2 separate regions of the Sus scrofa genome follow, and region 1 is linked to region 2. The links are chromatin contacts, called in public Hi-C maps. All regions are on one chromosome and are shown on one strand. Each heading gives the region's core, a stretch centred on a gene start, on an enhancer-like site or on the middle of the called end of the contact. The rest is flanking DNA. Distances are from core to core; before and after follow the strand shown.

Region 1 (2,939 bases), core at 103-2,602, 130 kb after region 2:
CTTTGTGCTGCAGTGGTTGATGAATCCGACTAGCAACCATGAGGTTGCGGGTTTGATCCCTGGCCTTGCTCAGTGGTTTGAGGATCCGGCGTTGCTGTGAGCTGTGGTGTAGGTCACAGACGAGGCTTGGATCCCCATTGTTGCTGTGGCTCTTGCATAGGCTGGTGGCTACAGCTCCAATTCGACCCCTAGCCTGGGAGCCTCCATGTGCCACGGGAGCGGCCCAAGAAATGGCAAAAAGACTAAAAAGAAAAAGATAATATATCTCCTGCTAACAGTCTGATATAACAGCGCTGGCACAGTAAATGGTGTCTGTTTATGAGAGTCTGGGACTAAATAATGAGAGGATGCTCAAATTTACACCCCCTCTTCTGGCCCCCAGCACTGTCGGAATGTAATTACAAAAGCAGAAATTTCTCAACTAAGAGTACCACTTCTTACTCATCCCAGCAGCTAGACAGAGCGTTTGGTCCACCTAGAAGGCACTCAGGAAACGTCTCTTGAGTGTTGGAGGAATGAATAAAAGCATTTCTCCCGAAGAAAACATTAGTAACAACAATGTACCCTTCTGCACCTTTTTTTTTTTTTTTTTTTTTTTAAGGTCCACACCGGGGCATATGGAGGTTCCCAGGCTAGGGGTTGAATTGGAGCTGTAGCGGTGGGCCTATGCCACAGCCACAGCAAAGCGGGATCTTTAACCCACGGAGTGAGGCCGGGGATGGAACCTGCGTCCTCGTTGATACTAGTCCGTTAGCTATAGCTGAGCCACTAGGGGAACTCCAGGAATTGTCTTTTTGTATAAGGGAAGGTAACAAGCCAGGCTCAGGGTGAGAGCGGGGACTCCGTGGGAGGCCTAAGATCTTTCGTGTTTACACACTGCCTGTGTGTTCGAGAACCACGAAGCAGAACTCTCTTGCTGAGTTGGAGCTGTGATTTGGTCGCCCAAGGGAGAAAGGGTAACCGGAGAATTGTGGAATAACAGCGGTGAGGGGAAAGGATGACTTAATATGGCGCCAGAGTGGATGGGTTGTGTAGAGTGATTTTTCCTCCCGCTTGATTAGTCCAGTGCCTGGCACCTAACAGTAGGTCGGAATGATTTGAGACTGATGGGATAATACAGAATAAAGGAGGGGGACGGATTACAGCAGTCGGTGAAGCGGGGATTATTATTCCACTGTGGAGATGAAGACACTGAACCCTGAAAGTGCCTTCAGCCGGGGATGTAGTCGGTCAATGATGAGCCAAAACCCCGATCCAAGATGCCAGTCCGGATCCTCCAGCAGCTCTCCCTAGAAGTCCCAGCCCCGCCCCACGCACTAAAAGTTCCGGATTCCGCCCCGCCCCCTTGGGGGACTTCCGGTCACGAAAGGTGGGATCCGCGGCCTGGAGCTGTGGGGCAGTAAAGTCCGCACCGCCAGGGCCACCGGGTACCTTGGGCTTGGTGACGGCGGTTGCTGCCCTTTATTTCTCGGGTCACTACTGGACGTTACGCGGCAGCCATTTCCTTCGTGTTGGCCTGAGGCCTCGGCCCCAGGGTAACGTCATTTCCGGGGCTGGGCGGACAGGCGAAGGAGGAAAGGGCTCCAGCCCCGCTTGGTGGGGGGAGGACTCGAGGCGGGTCTGCTCAGTATTTCCGGGTTTTGCGCAGGATCGCTGGGGGTTTTAGGAGAGGCGTTGTCACGAGTTGAGTTGCTGGGTTTTGCAAATAAAAAGGCAGGGCGTGTAATTAAATTCGAATTTCAGGTGAACAACAGATAAGTTTTTAAGGGTTCCTTTGTGGCTCAGCGGGTTAAGGATCTGGGCGTTGCCCCTTGCAGCGGCTCTAGTCGCTGCTGTGGCGTGGGTTCCACCCTTGGCCCGGGAATTTTCACATGCTCCTGTTGCGGCCAAAAAAAAAAAAAAAGGAGTTCCGGTGGTGGCTAAGCTAGTATCCCTGAGGACGCAGGTTGGATCCCTGGCCTCACTCAGTGGATTAAGGATCCCGAGTTGCTGGGAGCTGTGGCAAAGATTGCAGACGCAGCTCGGAGAATTTGGCATTGCTGTGACAATTGGTGTAGGGTGGCAGTTACAGCTCCGATTGGATCTCTCGCCTGGGAACTTCAGTACGCGGTGGGTGGGGCCCTAAAAAGACAAATAATAATAATAAAATTTTTTTAGTATAGGTATGTCCCCAACATGGTATGGAGGTTCTTACATTTAACAAACTACTTGTTTATCTGAAATTCAAATTTAACTGAGTGACTTGTACTTTATCTGGCTACCTTAGTCTTGGGCGCCCCCTGCCCTGGGCTGGGATCCTCTAGGCCCCTATCCATCAGAGAAACTGGTACAAAGTTCACCCAGGCTGAAAAATCAACTATTGCTACATGCCAAAGGGCTTTTACCTCTAATTCTAATGGCCCAGCCCCAGAGGTCCTAGGCCACAGCTGAGCCCATTTTGGATCCCTTTGTGTTGCCTTTCACAGCTGATCTGGGGCATGCTTGGTTCTCTTCCGGGAAAGCTGAGTTTCATGTAGACTAAATGGCTGAAGGCTAGAAGTTGCCAGGTTTTTTTGCTTTTTGTTTTTTCCTTCCTCCCTCCCCTCCCTCCTTCCCTGGCCATAGATTGAATATGCTGCAGCTGTGGCGATGCAGGATCCTTTACTGCACCAGGCCAGGATCGAACCTGCCTGTATGAGCAACCAGAGCTGCTGCAGTCAGATTCAGCAGGTTAAGGATCCAGGCGTTGCCACTTGCAGGGGCTCTAGTTGTGGCTGTGGCGTGGATTCCATCTCTGGCCCAGGAATTTCCTCATGCTGTAGTCGTGGCAAAAAAAAAAAAAAAAAAAAAAAAAAAAAAGGAGTGCTCATGGTGGCTCGGTGTTAACAAACCCCTGCTGTAACCATGAGGATGCAGGGCTTCAGGGCAGGAACTTCTGACAGGTTGTTTTTTATTTTTTG
Region 2 (2,736 bases), core at 57-2,556:
AGGCCACTGCCACTCCAAAAAGCTGTAACCAGAACAAAGGCTCCCATGGCCCCATGCCCAGCTCCACCCCAACACACCTGCCAGAATCCTTTCAACAAGAGAGGGAAAAGCACAACAGGTGGGCCCAGAACAGAGCAGTAACTGCTCCACCTGAGCTTCTTGGAAAAACAAAGGTAACATAGTGCCCATCTCTAGAGGCAAGTTCAGATCCACCCTTAACCAGGGGACCCATGAAATCTTCCAACACCCTCTCTTCCATTCCTGCAACTTGCTGGTTCCTCGTCTCCCCCAAAGGGGTTTATATTTTGGGGTAGGGGAAAGAACATCAAATTAGGGTTCAAAAGGCCTGGTTCCTAAGGAAGCCAACAGGCCACCATCCAGCCACCTTGACTCTCAACCCAAGCCAGAGGACCAAGCAGGTTGAGGTTCAAAACAACCTCTCAAAAACAGGGGCTTCGGAGTGCTCCCCTCTGGCCTCCGAGAGGGCATCCTGGTTCAAGTTACACCGCAGGCCTAGGCCGTCCTGGGCATCCTGGGGCCTGCTGTTCCCACACGTCGTAACAGGGTGCACCCTCAACAAGCCCCCATTCAGCTACCCACTGCTCAGGAAAACAAGACTGAAGCCACACAGGCCCGGCGCTGATCCCAGGTCAGACGTCCCAGTCGGGCAGTACTAATGTCTCCTCCGCGGAGATACAAATCCTAAGAATAGAGACTGGTTCGTTAGCCCTGGCAACCGGCACAGGGCCTGGCTCGCAGGAGGCGTTCGCTAGATGCCCCGACCCATCGCACCCTGCACAGACTGTAAACTAGGGCAGGAGAGGACCGCACGGAGCCCTGCGCCCGGCCAGGCGCCCACTGTCCTCGTGGGGAGACTAAGGCCCGGGCGGCAGCCGCTGGCAGGAACTTACCGGGTAGGGCGATGCCATGGCGGGGCTGGGAGCGCCCAAGGCGCCGGAGGAAGCAGCGGCTGCCGTTGAGGCGCGTTCAGTTTCCGCGCCCCCAACCGCCGCCAATAGCAACGCGGGTCGCTTGGCCCCGCCCCGCCCACCGCAATTAAAGGAGACTGGGCGCCTCGGCTTTTTGCACCCGGGACCGGAAGGAGAGTTGACCGAGTCCACTGTCTCCGCGTCCAGCACCACCAAGCCAGGCAGCCTACGGACGGCGTCGCTAAAGGCCTGTGTCCACCGTCGCTCATTCCCCCTGAGAAATTAAAAAGCCCAGGATGAAGTGTTCGCCCCGCCGACGGGTAGTCCGGTTAAGGCTAAGGCGAACACAGCCTTCTGGGAAATGCAGTTCCTCGATTCCCGCATCCTCCTGTCGGGAGGAAGGTGGGACTACATTTCCCAAGATGCCCTAAGGCCTGATTAACCAACGAAAGAGAACCTTTTAGGATCCCGGAGATGGAGGTACTTGGCTCATTGTATCTGCGTCCTTTTTTTTTTTTTTCTTTTTTTTTTCCCGTGGGCGCGGCGCCTGGCACTTGGAAGTTTTTGGGCCAGGGATAGAACAAGGCCACAACAGCGACCCAAGCCGCTGCAGTGTCTACGCAGGATCCTTAACCCTCTGCCGCAAGAGAGCGCCGTGTCTGTGTCCTCTTAAAGCGCTCGGATGGCCGGCTTTTCTCTCAGTACCCCATTTACAGCCAGTTATTCACTCTTTGGGAATTCTTTAAGTGGTTCACTCCTCTGAACGCGCTTAAAACAAGTGTCGATTTAAAAGAACACAAATCGAGTTCCCCCGTGGCGCAGTGGAAACGAATCCGACTAGGAACCATGCATGGGGTTGTGGGGTCGATCCCTGGCCTTGCTCAGTGGGTTAAGGATCTGGCTTTGCCCTGAGCTGTGGTATGGGCTCCAGATGCTGCTCGCTTCCTATGTCTGTGGCTGAGGTGTAGGCCGGCAGCTGTAGCTCCTATTAAACCCCCCAGCCTGGGAACATCCATATGATGCAAATGCGGCCCTAAGGAACAAAAAATAAAAATAAAAGAACACAAATAACTCGGAATCACATCCATGGAGTGGAGAGGCCTGGGTTCTATTCCCAGTTCTTGCCTTGATTGGCTGTATGACCTCAGGAAAAATAACACTGCTCCGAGGCCCTGTTTCCACATTAGTAATATAGGAAAGGGTGAAGGCAGCCTGGCTCTCTCTTCTCCTGAGAAGCCTCTTGTAAACTACATGTAAATTATGTGTGTGTTTAAAAGAGGAGACAATCCAGAGGTCTGGCCACCAGAGGCCATCCTTGCTCACTTTTCTGCTGTCCCTCCACCTTTCTTCTATCCTGCCTAACTCTGGGCATCTTCCCAACCTGGATCTGATCTGAACTGGACATTTTTGCAAGATTTGGGATCCTTCCATCACCTACCCAGGCTAGATTGGCTACTAAGATCTGGCCAGGCCCTTAGGTTTCTCACTACATACTGAGACCTAAGATGATGTCCCTGAACCAGCAAACCAGAGCCCCGTTGAGTGAACTCAGAGACTGGCAGTGGAGGGACCTAGCATGTAGAGGGGTGAGCCTCTTCTTTGGACCTGGAAGGTCTAGGGCCAGACACAAGAAATAGATACATTTAATCCATCTTCACTGTAATTTGGCTTAAAATTGGTTCCTGTATGTTAAAAATGTTCAGGCTAACTTAAGTTACACACTACGAAATTCTCCTTAAAACTAGCATCACTTATACATACCCAGAGATTGTTCAGCACTGTTCAAATGGCCATTTGCAAGCTTTCC

Evidence for each region. Hi-C and Micro-C count contacts between places; a contact is called where the count stands out from the background.
Region 1: a Hi-C map of liver shows a contact between it and region 2, with 4 times the contacts expected there. The contact joins the promoter of GLYCTK here to the promoter of POC1A in region 2. A contact is called at or near these places in 11 of 47 Hi-C or Micro-C datasets (alveolar macrophages, embryonic fibroblasts, heart right ventricle and 4 more) and 1 of 2 datasets of contacts at active chromatin or transcription factors (alveolar macrophages).

The regions. Positions count from the first base shown.
Region 1 is chr13:34,432,051-34,434,989 of Sscrofa11.1, forward strand. It overlaps GLYCTK (glycerate kinase), which reads left to right and starts at 1,353. Exons shown (of 5, transcript XM_005669627.2): 1 at 1,353-1,535.
Region 2 is chr13:34,306,790-34,309,525 of Sscrofa11.1, forward strand. It overlaps POC1A (POC1 centriolar protein homolog A), which reads right to left and starts at 1,307. Exons shown (of 11, transcript XM_021068878.1): 1 at 912-1,307.